Linked DNA regions of Gossypium arboreum: region 2 is linked to region 1. A link is a contact called in public Hi-C data. All regions are on one chromosome and are shown on one strand. The core of a region is the stretch at or near the end of the contact, and the rest is flanking DNA. Distances in the headings are between cores, read along the strand shown.

Region 1 (6,845 bases), core at 1,818-4,317:
AATGCTTGTTTTTCAAAATCTTGGGCTGAATCGTGCCCAAGAAAACTTGTGTTCCTAAAAAAAATAAAAAATAGAATTAAAAGTTTTAATCTGGAAAAATAAAATAAAAACAGAATTGAAAGTTGAATTGAAATTGCAAAATTAAATAAATTGCGAAAATTAAAATAGAGAATATAAAAATAAACAGAATTTGGGAAAAGAGAGTTTCTTATGTGGCGAGATTCCAACCTCCAATTGTCTCGATTCACCTTGGATCCAATTCTTGGCTTTTAAGTGATTCTTCTCAAGCAGAATTAGCCAGTTATAGTGGAAGAGGACGCCTACGACCATCAGCTCCAAGAATTTAGACTTAAGATTTGGCGAAACCTGACTCTAGCCAATAATCACTTTTGTGGGACTATCTTCTGCTAGATCATCACTTCACAATGGCGAATACCATGCTATTTTGTCTCTTGGACTCGACAACCTTTGACGCAGAAAGCCAACGAATCGACTGTGCAACTTTTTCAAAACGTACAAAGCGGTTGTTCCTTGCACAAGTTGAAAAGATCACCTATTAAGGGACATGGACGGAAGCGTCAGTCCCGTAATGCGAAAAAGCGATGAATACACTGTTGAGAAGGCTAGGCGCGGATTCTAAGCCTCATGAACCTTTTTGGGGAATGTTGACAACCTTCAGCTAGATTAGATTTAGTGGCTCTTAATTTTTGGGAAAAAAACAAATAAAAATAATAGAAAGGGAATTTTTTATTGAAATATGAAAAGAACAAAAAGACTAAATTTATGGGGGAGAGAGTGTTACAGCAAAAAGATGGCCCAAATTTGTGTCACTTCATCCCCTATTTATAGTACTAAGAAACCTAGCCTATTCCTAATTAAATTCTAAAAGATAAATACAAATAATTAAAGATAATTAAAGATAAATAAAAATAAATCCTAAAATTAAATCTAAAAAATTATCCTTAATAATTATCCTAATATAATTAAACATTAAATAGTCTTGTGCTATAAAATCTCTTCTTTAAAAGTCTTACACACTTTGCATTTTCGGCACCACTTCTGTCCTACTTCGCATGTTGGCTCACTTTATCTCTAAATTCACGCTTTTCGCCCTTAAATTTACTTTTTCCTTCAATTTAGTTCCTAAAAGATAAAAGACCATAAAATAGTCCAAATTAGTAGGATATACTCAAAATAAACATGCAATTAGCACATAAAATATGTCGTTCTAGAGTATTATCATAAAATATAATAACTCAACCCGAAGTTTGACTCGGAATTTGACCTGATTAACCTCCCTATATATATATATATATATATATATATTAAATACATCTGAGGGGGACAATACTCAGTACTCCATTTTTCATTATCTTCTTCCCTGCCACTTGACCAGGACACCATCTCCTCCTTATTAACCTCTATTGATACTGTGTATCAATAATTAGCATTAAAAAGTATATAAACTTATAATACTTTAAATATATTAAAAAAAAAATTATTCTTCTTCTTCTTTTTTCCCCTTTTCTTCCCTTTAAAAGATGAAATTAACCTTCCACAATAACAAATTTTCATTGTTTACCTGCCTACAGAATTCTCAATTGAAGCACATTAAGCAATCGGGCTGTTTTTATATTACGTTAACTATATATCTATACATCTTTATATATAGTATTTATTAAGTGTATTACTAAATTAGTATCATTCTCAATGGAGTCACTATTTCAATCAAAAATTACAAAATGTCTATCTATAATTAGAAAAATTATATTATTCAAAAATATTTTGGTTTTTCATTTTAACAAAATTAATTAAAATATTATATGGTGGGATCTGAACTTGCACCAATTAAATTACTAATCTAGTAAATTTACTACTTAACCAAAATTTTATTTTAATATATTCTATATATATTTGTTTTATATGCACAATTTACTATCTCCATCAATTTTATATATATTATATTCTAACAATATTGTTCATTGAGTAAGTCTCACAAATTAACTCGATACTAACTTATAATTAATGATAAAATCGTGATAAACAATTACACTGCATTTAATATTGTTTAAATGATGTATTTATGTATTTAAATTTTGCTTTACTCAGAATTTAATTCATTTACTTAATATGATTAATTAGTTTCAAACTATCCATTTCATTGTTTATTGTATGTTAGCTTTAAATGGGCATCTATGTTTCAAATATATGGCTTCTACAGTTGTACGTGTGTAATAAGATTTTTAGTACTAACAATATATTTAGTTGAGTTACTATCACAAGTTCACCGACTCAAAATTGATAACAACACACTATTAAACAATTAAATCTAATCTTTTTAATTTTAATATCGCATATATTTTATGTGTAATTATTATTAATTAGTTTCAAGTCATACGTTTCATTATTTGTTGTAAATTATTTTTAAACAAACACACATATTCTAAATACAAGATTTCACACGCACAAGCATTTGATATGGTTGCCAATACATATTAAATATTATATTGAGTTGATGTCTTAAGTCAATTGCATACCAATATAGTTATAAAATTACAAAAATATACTCTATACAAATTAATTTATATTTTTATGAGGGTGTTTTTGTCTGTTCATATAATAAATTAATTTAAAATAATCATAATAAAATTACGCCAAAAACACTATGCATGATAAACAATTAATTTTACCATTGTAATCAAAATATCAATTAATTTTTATGACTTTTAATAAATATATTTGTTGCATACTTTTTTAACTCATGTCATAGATATACCCTTACGAGTAAATTATAATATATTTTCTAGGACATAGAGTTAAAAATCATTAGTAAAATCCCTGTCTAATTGAAGTCACGAGAATTTTACATGATTCTAGGTTATCCCTCCTTAATAGCAAGCTCCTAAGAGTAGATTTCTTAGAGTTCATGCCATCTTTTTAATAGTTTTTCATCATAATAATCATTTTTTTAATCTTACATTAAAAAAATGGAAATAATAAAAGAGAGCAAATGCTAGAATGTGCTATGAAGATGATGGTTGTGATTACGTGATTTTTTAGTACGGCCGACGAGATCGCACATGGCCTAATCTATTAGAGCTTCTCCAGGAACATATTCATTTATCTTTGTACTCATATTGTTGAATAATTTATGCTATCACAAGCATTTTCTTAAAGAAAAACACAGATAGTACTAAGATGGTGTAAAATTAAAAAGCAGATCCTAAAATCTTAACTAGGTATTGGTTTTAGCACGTATGTGTATTGCTTTGTTTTTAAGCTCTACTCAAATTGGGGTGTAAACGGATGGCAGTCTAGCAAGATTATCATCTTTTTCTATTGATTAGGATTAACACTTCAAATGCACACTTGTTTCTAATTTGTCTTACAGGATTATGGTGCCTGAGCCAAGGATCATCGGAAAGTTGCACTTCTGTTCCCAGATGCAGGAAAAGCTTGTCGTCGCCTAGCTTGAGGAAATTGTTTAGACCCATCTTCTATTTGCAGTCGCCCCATTACTGAACTTTTCTTCTTACCACCAGACTTTGCATGGCTTCCTGATTCTGTCTCTGCATCTTCTCCAAACTTAATCTCTTTCCTAGCTGCTTCATAATCAAATGGCTTTATTTGCAAAACACCACTAGCTTCGTTTGATTTCTTCACTGTAACTGCTTTTCTGTTTTGATTCATAGACTCGAAGCACTGTTGGAAGCTGGTAGATAAATCGGATAAAGACATGGTCTCATCTTCTTTCTCCGTTTCAGAGGAAGGTGCCATACAACTCTCCTTCCCAGGTGTATCATTTACTTCCGGACTACCACTACCATCAACTTGTTCATCCTTTTTTGAATTATCTTCTAACATGATAATATCTTCTAATGTCGACGACTCAGTAGCTACCACAGCAGGAGGTTCTTTGGGCTGTGGAGCTTCTGGAAATTTAGTTGGCTCGTTAACAGGAGGTTTTGACTGCTCTGCTGTGCCCGAGAATGAGTGAAATGAAAGATTTACTGAAGATCTGATCTGCGCCAACTTACTATCTTCCTTCTCCTAGATGACGACAATAAACAAGTTAGCAATGAATTACTTTCCACAATATGCACAAAGGAATCAAAACTAAAGTAATCGCAATGATAGACAAATGCGACTGTCAGGGACTGTGATGGAGCATTTACACTGGTTTCAATACAGCAACAAATCAAAAGCCACAACACCAAAATAGAGGAATAACTTGACTTACCTTTTTCTCCATATCAAATTTCTTCTTCGTGGAAGCATTCCCCAGAAGTGCTCCAAAGCCACGGCTTGGTTTCTTTAGAACCTGAATAGTTGCTCCAGTTGCCTACAGGTAATAGGTATTTTATCCAGCAGCTACTCGTCAGGAAAAAAAGATCACCATCTACAAAAGTATTAACAACTTACCATCTTTGCTGAAGGTGGAATAACTGTATGGGCATTTGCATCTCCACTCTTTCCCGAGATGACAAGATTTTCTCTCGCATACAATGAGCTACCATTCACATGTGGCTCAAAAGAGAATCCTTCTTGTTTTTTGTCTCTGTCAAGTTCAGTAATACTACTTCCAATCCTGATTGATTCGTGTTTATGTTGCAGAGAAGCAGATTGTGCACTTATCCCATCAGGTCCTACTACAGCATCATCTATGATTCTTGTTCTATCATTTGCAGTTTTCAAGTCTGTAGGAGTCACAGGAATTAAGACCTCAGCTCCCTCTTTAGCTGCTATATGTTGTTCTGATGCCTGCACAGTAGAAACCTTACAGTCATCTTAACAGAAAGTAATTATAAAATCAACATATTCCAATCAATTGTAAGTTCAATGAAATAAACAGTAATGAGGAAGTAGCACAAAGAATGGTAATCATCATTGTATCAACCCATTCTCGGGACTAAGATAAAGTTTCTAAGGCTTATTCGATGACATTTTATCAGACTTCATGTAACTGAATCAATCAATTAGCACACTTCATGTTTGTAGCTTTCCTATGTTAACATTATGATTCACTTGATTGATTTTGTTCTATAAGTCATACAAACAGCCTACTACAACTCAAAATGCTTTCATTTTTACTTCTGGACAATGATCACAATTCACAACCCATTTGATGACTAAAAGAAAAATGAGATAATAACACACAGAACAGATTTAACAAAATACATTAAAACAATACGATCAGGGTTGTCAAATCAGTGTAATTAATCTTACATTTAGCATATGTCCCATTTTAAGTTGTTGAGCAGCAGCTTCAAATGCAACAGCATTCTGCATAGCATGCCTGATGATGCTAACAACTGCACCAAGGTTTCGCTCCACATATGGGTGTCTAGATTTCAACAATTGACGTAACTTGTGAGCAGCTACAGGCATCTGCTTGGCTTTTAGCAGTAAGAAAAACAAAAAGTGCTTCAGGAAATATCCCAACAAGCAGTATGAAAAAAGAAGATAAATATACTGGAAATTGATAAAAACAAGAAAGTTCCTACCGATTTCAAGAAGCATCTTGTTTGGCAATACATAACCAGTACTTTCATCCTCTGCACGAGCAATAATGTCTCGCCATTCACAAAGCCCCTATAAACCATTTAGGTGAGACGCAAGATTTAAGGGATATCATCTATTTTTTACTAGTAAGGCTATTATATATCAAATATGTTCTCTGAATTAAAATTAGACATTTCTTATGATTTACCAACCAATCCATGTGTTATCTTAAAAGTAAACAAAGGGCCAAGTAGATATGAAATCAACAAAAACTTACAGCAACAACTGCTAGCTGCTCAGCATTGAAACCAGCCACCTGCAACCTATATTAAATAGAAGAAAAAACAAAGTTATTTAGAAATTATGTAATATATATTTAAATCATGTAGCCTTAGCAAGTAACACACCCATGTATATGGAGATATGAATTCTCTGTCAGGAGCTCTTTCTCAAACAGTTGTGTACATACATCAGAACTTCGCTTGTAGACCTGCTAGCAAGAGAACATTTGCTACTACGATGATGGTCAATAACAAAAAACAGAAAGCAACAAAGTTCACAAATTCATGCATCCATGTAAACTAATTTTGAAGGAAGATGAAATGGGCAAGAAAAGTAACAAAACATGTACACTGTATGCATTTTACTCGATGAAACCAATGAAGGTATCCGAAGAATCGCATTATATTGATATGGATAGTTGATCAACAAATAAATTTTCAACACCTAGCCTCAGTTATAGGTTATACACTGAAGATCGAATAAAATAGAAGGTCAGAAGCCAGTAGAATGTGGAAAGGAACACAGCTCTCACATGAATGTAACTAAAATTAAGACTATCAAATCTCTAAGCTTCTGTTAATCTAGAAGTGTTAGCATATGATATGGCATGCTGTTATAAATGTAGAAAATGCTGTGAGCTATCATTTACAGCATCATACCTCTACCAAAGGAGCGTCCAAATGTTCACCTTCCTGGGGCATTGACAGCAATTTGATTCTCATTAAATCATAAATGTACAGTAAGTAGTGTGTGTCTTCTCTAGCATATCTGACATAAAAATTGTAATAAACAGAAAAAATTAATAGACAGATAACAATCAAAGTTTCCTCTTCAATAATTGCAATCAGAGTGACAGAACCTGAAATTTTCTTCAGAGTAATATGTTAGTTCAAAACATAAATAAAAAGCAATGTGTTTTCACTTCATATTGATTAAAAAGTCAAAATTAACGACTATTCACATCTTTGTGTTTGAATTTCTTCTCATAAAAAAACATATAAAATATCAGTAATGGTGGTCTTACAGATTTTATGGTTAATTTCTTTCCTTTTCTGATAAGT
Region 2 (6,845 bases), core at 2,955-5,454, 87 kb before region 1:
TATAATTAGAAGAATTGAAATGGAATGGAAGTACAGAAAAGTTTTAATTATTTTATTAAAACTAAAAAGGGTGTTTTTTTGGTAAAAAAATCTCGTCTCCAAATTCAGAAAGTGATATTTAAGTGATAAGCGATGGGTTCTTTTATTTTAGCATTCCAAGTACATCAAATTGTACCAAATTTCCCTTCTCTGACTTTGGGCCCCGCATTTTAAATATCGCTTATCTCTTCGCTACATTATATTTACCCATTTATTTATTTGTTTTTGAAAAGAATATTTTATTTGAATTTCACTAATCAAACTTAAAGATTTGATTGTAAAAACTTGAAAGAACATGGATAAAATAAAATGATGTTTTGTTAAAATAATAAAATTATGATATCTTAACTTTAAATATTATTATGTATATTTTTTAAAAAATTTATATAAAATATATAATATAAAATATTTTCAAAATAATATTTATTATTTTATAAAATAAATTTTTATAATTTTACAACTGAATCAAGATTCGATTGATGAATAACGTCAATTCAATAAAATACTATGAAATATAATCATTTTATTTAGAATTTAATAGTAGTTCTTCAATAGGTTACTTTCCTTTTAAAATTGGAGTTGTTAAATCTTTGTGAGAAAATAACATTTCCCATTTAATTCGAAAGAAAAATATTGTTGTTCTTAATTCAGTTTCATTACTTTTATGCGATACGTTTTCACCACAAAATTATAAATATATATATTTAATTATGAATTTATTTTATATACTCTTCAATTACATTTTAAAGTATATTCTAATTTAGTACATATGAAACATTTAAACTATTTCAATTTATTTTATTTAAAATGAATAAATTAAAATTATAAACATAATTAGATTAAACTACTTATTTGTTAATAATAAATAGAAATGAAAAGTGTTACAATTAATTAAATCTGTAATTTAATTTAACGGTAGTGATCCAAATGTATCAAAATAACTTTCTCTAAATTTTAATTAACTTTTCAATATACCAAATGTTGAAATGAATCAAATTCCCAAATATTAAAACAAACATTAAAATAATCAACAATTATCTTCCACATGATAGCTAATATAATTATGCTCCAAAGATTATTTATACATTTTATGCTTCATTTGAGAAGATGAAATTAAATATTTGGATTTGAATTTTATTTATTATATAATGATAATAATGAAATGCGTGGGCACATTACTACAGGTTCAATATAATATACATTTGAAAGATATAAAAACCTAAATTAGTGAAATTAAAAATATTTTCAAATTTTCAAATTCAAACTAGAAAATGTTACTTCTTAAAAAAATTTAACTTACGAAACCACAAAAATATACGATCTAATCATTAACTAGATTCACAGTCACAGTTGATAGCAAGCAACTTTCCACAACTTTTTCTACTTTCAATTCAAGCAAATAACACTGGCAATGCTTTGTAGCTAAATATGGAAGTGCTTACCGCCACTGCTTCCTGATCCGAATATCGAATTAACAATCTATAATCCTGAATTCCGGATTCATATCCCTCACCTTACCTGTTCTTCCAACTCTTTTTCACATTTTCATATTCCAAATCAACGTCCTCTGTAAATGCACCATCTATTTTTGTCATCTCTTCTATATATCAAAGCTGTTCACGTTAAAACTTGCGCTACTTGTCTTCTTAACATGATCAGAGATCCAGGAAAACAAACCTTTGTGCTTAGGAGGAAAAGTGAATCGAGAAAAACAGAAAATCACCGGGTCCATTTCCAGAAAAAATACACAATGACGACTGTCAAAACCATCCCCACGTATTTGATCCATGTATCAACACGGTTCCTCCTCTCAATGAGCCTCAGGACAGAGTTGGAGAGCCCCACCGTGTTAAGTACATCCAAGGCCTTTCGTTGTGCTCTCTGAACAAAAACAAGACTTCCATTCAAAAACTCAATGGTTGTTACAACTTGCAATAAATATCAAAATGCATCAACCACCAGCCTTTTCTTATTTCAAGCAAATGACTTGAGTTATCAACAATTTATAACTAGTCACTTAAATTATAGCACCTGGGAATCTATACTGTTGAACAAATAAACAAAAGAGAGTTCACAATCTAGTGCACTCAACTATAGATTAAAAGCGGAATACAGCATCCAATAACTAATCGCTAGTGTCAGAGTAGATATGGATATATGATTGAAAGGGTATGTTAAAAATTTCAAAGTTAGGGGACTTTTTTTTTTTTTGGGGGGTTCATATCTCCTTACCAAAATCTAAATATGCATTAGACATGGGTATTTCAAGAAAAATGAATAGTGAGAGTACAACAATAATATAAGGCAGTATTTCCTCACAAGTTATGAAATAGTTTCTATTTACGGATAGCAAAGAAAAGAAACCCAACTTAACAAAATCCACAACGATTAATAAAACCAATTGTGACTATAAAATATGTTGAAACTGTTAGATGTGCTGTGAAATTAACTGCATCTGTTAAATTTTCATTAACATTATTTAAATAGAAATGCATCAGCAAAGGACCTCATTTTCTGTTTATACCTTGAGGCGATCTCTTTGTTCTGCATATTTGGAAAGGATTGCTGTTCCAGTTTCAAAAGATTCTTGCAACATTCGTGATGAATTTCGAACTGATTGCATTGCTTGTGCTTCCTCATCAAAAATTCTCAGGACATGAGCTGACTCCCCATTCTAAGAAAAAAAAAGTAAAAAGACTCAAGAAAAGCTAAAATCAGCTCCATTTGCCGACAAAAAGGAAAAATTTTACATACAGCTCTTCCAAGCAACTCAGCTCTCTCTTTCGCTTCCAACATCCGTCTCTGATTCCTCATAGAATACTTGTCTAAACTATCTTTCAAAGAGTCAGCCTCTTCAGCCACTTGTTCAACTTTTCTGTTTGCCAAATATAAACAGCCTCGAGGTGTAAGAGCAACAAACTGACATAAGTTACAATAACATCAATAAGCATGGTAGTTGGAAATCATCAAAACAGCACTAACCAGTTTCAGACTTCACCAAAACAAGGCACACCTCGTAACTCAATAAAGGAAAAGAAATCTAATCAATTAGGCATACAATTGATGTATTTATTTGTTAAACTAAAACTATTAGACAATTTAACATAGGAGTCAGACTACTCATAAAGACGCTTTGTCAGTCAAGTCTTGAGCTCAAAATTGTTTTCTTTTAAAATTTTAGCTGTTACTTTCATTTTTCAGGACAAAATCTTAAATGCTCGCTCTCTTTATATTTGAGTCTATGATCTATGTAAGCAAGAAATTTGATTTCTAGTGAACCTGCAAAGCTAACGTTTGTTGCAATTTATCAAACTTAGTATCAATTGCAAATTGCACACCATTGTGTTACTGGAATTTGCTTAAATCTGCCACCTCCAACATCCCATGCATAATAATCATAAATAAATAGAGATAAAATGAGTTGTACAACCGAAGCTAAAACACTTTGAACTAAATTCAACTTCTATTGAAGAAAAATTAACTGAAACAATCAGGCACAATAAGTAATTTTCCAAGGAAAGAAAGGATCATCAGTAATAAATTATCCAAGACCTCAATCATTTGAAGATTAAGGATATTGAATCAAATTGACAAATTGAAGACAAATACTGAAATTCTGAAATATAAAAGGATTTACAATAAACAAACTAGAAGAAGATTGACATGTTTAAGAACTAAATAGCAAAATTCCATAAATAGTGAGAAATGTGATATTGTGTAGGCGTTGGGGTAATACCTTTTCCAGAGATCGCGTTGAGATTTGGCGGGGATAGAACGCCAGAGGCGATCCATATCAGCGCATAGAGAGTGGATCTGAGAGATATCTTTCTTCACGGCGAAGGAGAGTTCAGGAGAATCGGTACCGGAGACGGAGCTCTCGAATCTCTCTAAGCGTTCGATCCCATCCCTTGCTCGAAGAAGTAGCTTTCTAGCGCTTTGATACACTTCCGATAATGTCCCTCCTCCTTCCATCCCCGCCATGCTTGAATTCCCAAAGAAAGCGTGTTCTTGTTTTTCCCTTACAGAAAAAAATGGGTGCAGAGCAGGCAAATGGAGATTGCTTTAATTTTTTGTTTTTGGTTTTATTGTTTTTACTGAATTGCGGTTTTGAATTTCTTTTGGCAGGTAAACACATCATTAGAGCCTATCATGTACGGCCACGTCAGAAGATACGGCATCCCGTCTATATTAGACCGTCACAGCACCCTTGTTATTAAGGGTTTTTCTTTTCTTAATTCACTTTTATACTTAAAATACATTTAATTATTTTATGGATGTATTTAATTTTTATAAAATTATATTATATTAATTGTTACACTAACTTTTATAAAATTAAATTACAATCACATCTATATATCTATCTTTTAGGAGTCATCCACTAATATATCTAAGACAAAGCGTCTTCCCAATTGGACTTGATAGATGACATATTAGTCTTTTGATCGGTTTGCTCATTATCGATTAGACTATGGACATGTTTAGGTCTTCCTAATACAAACTATCTTTTCGTATTACGATTCGACCATGTAATATCGCTTAGTATTAGTTTAAACATTAGACAACCAATAAGCAATATTTATTTCTAATTTGATTTGTATGCAAAAACCACATAAGGACATTATACAAAGTTTATTAATGTATCCATGAAATATTTTTATTTACCAATTTGTTCGAAAAAATTAAAAGTGTACATAGACGAAAATACTACACTTAGGGCATCAGATCCAACATGCTTAACTCAGCATATGCAATAATGACAACCTTTTAGCTAAGTTAAAAATTAAGCTTGTGTTACTTAATCAAATTAAGCTTTTCGAGCAAGGTGTCTGTGAGAATTTCGACATTTATTTGGATGATTGCCTCTGGTTTAGCAATCGAATCTGTGTTTTTAATAATTCTTATTTGAAAAGAATAATTTTGTGCGAGGCTCACAATGGTTCTTTTGTTATGCACCTCGGTAGTGAAAAAATGTATCGTCACTTGCGAGAATCATACTGGTGGCCCGAAATGAAAGAGAAATTGTGGAGTATGTCGTTAAGTGCTTGACCTGTCAACATGTAAAAGTCGAGTATCAAGTTCCTATCGGGTTGCTTCAGCCTATCCCTATTCCTTAATAGAAATGGGAACGGACTGCCATAGATTTTGTGGTTGGTTTACCAACTTCACTGAGTAAAAGAAATGCAGTCTGGGTGATAGTGGATTGATTGATGAGTCTGTTCATTTCTAGTTGTAAGAACTGATTGGTCACTTCTGAATTTGGCTGAATTAAATATTCATGAGTAGTTAGAGTGCATGGTATGCTTATGTCAATTATCTCAGTTCATAACCCATGTATTACCTCAAGATTCTGAAAGCAATTGCATGAATCATTGGGTATGAGGTTGAATTTCAACAAAGGTTTTCATCATCAATCTGATGCCAATCAGTGCAAGTTATTTATGTAATAGCCTGTTTTAGGGTCAAATCGGAACAGTGATTTTGGAACCACAAATCCGAAGTAAAAATATTTATTTTATTATTTCTTTAAGGTCTATAGCATCAAAGAATGATTGTGTGAAAATTTCAATAAGAAATTTTATCGATTGAGTACTCAATTTGTCTAGAAGGACTAAATTGAAATAGGTACAAAATTTGAATTCTATAAGTTAAAGGTGTTTAATTGCTATGTAATTTTAATTGGAAGTCCTTATGTAGTAATTAGACCATTATACTTTAAGGTGGACAAAAATGGACATGATTAAGTAAAATTTTAAAGTTATGCATTAACAGTATTTTAGTAATTTGGTAAATAAAGACAAAATTAACTAAATAAAAGTGTCCATCTTCTTCAATTTAGTCCCCCATAGCCGAATTCTCAAGAAGCCATAGCTAGGGTTTTTGGCCAAGCTTTCAAGCTCGATTGTAAGTCCGTTCTTGTCCTGTTTTTAATCATTTTTATATTTTTGAGATCGTTGTAGCTTGATTTAGCTATTTAAAGGACTAATTTGAAAGAAAGTTAAAGTATAAAATTTTACCCATGTTGAATATGTTCGTATTTTGATGGTTGATGGTAGAAAATACATGTTTGTTGTTAGTTAAACAACATTTGTAAAGTGATTTTTGATAAAAACGTCAAATAGGGACTTATTTGTAAAATGCTATAAAATGTGTAGAAAAGTGTGAATAAATGAAAAATATGGGCTGTTATGAGTACAAGCAATATTTTTCTAGGCTTGGGTTGTGATTAAATTGAATGAAATTCATTTTACGAGCCTAGGGACTAAATTGTAAAATGCTGAAATGTTAGGGGTAAAAATGTAATTTTTTCCATAATATGTTTTTGGGCTATATTAAATAATGTGATGATTAAATAAGTTAAATTTGACATTATAGATCAAGAAAAACAAAGTTCGGGTCTAGATCGGGGGAAAAAAATAATTGACGAATAGATCCCTTTTACTGTTTTTGGAACCAAGGTAAGTTCGTATGTAAATAAGCTTTATTATAATTGTATTTTTAATACTTTAATTTTGTATGAATTGTGTAAACGATTCTATGGACATGTTCGACGACATTTTGGCAAGCGAGAAATCTCAATCGAACCTTAGGAATAGATTAGGATACAAGTGACATGTCACTAGGGTTTTATGTTATGTGATCTGGGTGTTGGTCCTGTACGTCCTATTAGTGGCTGAGTATACCGGCATATGTTGTGGTTACTTGACAGCTTGTGTAAGCAACACCGTGTAGCTACGTTTTAACTGACAGCTTGTGTGAGCAGGCCCGTTGATGGCTCAAGAGCGAGTATATATGTGTTATGAGATAGA

The links. A called contact is a pair of places that touch in the nucleus more often than the background predicts.
Region 2: a Hi-C map of leaf shows a contact between it and region 1, with 3 times the contacts expected there. The contact joins the promoter of LOC108470839 here to the enhancer-like site in region 1. A contact is called at or near these places in 2 of 5 Hi-C or Micro-C datasets (both in leaf).

What each region holds. Positions count from the first base shown.
Region 1 is chr11:102,838,908-102,845,752 of ASM2569848v2, reverse strand. It overlaps LOC108473652 (protein RRP6-like 2), which reads right to left. Exons shown (of 14, transcript XM_017775329.2): 7 at 6,444-6,552; 8 at 5,910-5,992; 9 at 5,780-5,825; 10 at 5,505-5,592; 11 at 5,227-5,396; 12 at 4,423-4,761; 13 at 4,241-4,342; 14 at 3,101-4,050. The coding sequence ends at 3,415. Among protein-coding and RNA genes, the nearest start is that of LOC108473652, 7.7 kb to the right of the region's middle. Within about 2 kb of position 3,067, at least 1 of the 2 cell types and tissues checked has an H3K27ac peak or open chromatin away from gene starts, as enhancers often do. A contact at or near this core is called in leaf, where this site is marked.
Region 2 is chr11:102,927,513-102,934,357 of ASM2569848v2, reverse strand. It overlaps LOC108470839 (membrin-11), which reads right to left and starts at 4,204. Exons shown (of 5, transcript XM_053022360.1): 1 at 3,776-4,204; 2 at 2,794-2,914; 3 at 2,564-2,713; 4 at 1,717-1,920; 5 at 1,290-1,606. The coding sequence starts at 4,020. The coding sequence ends at 1,759.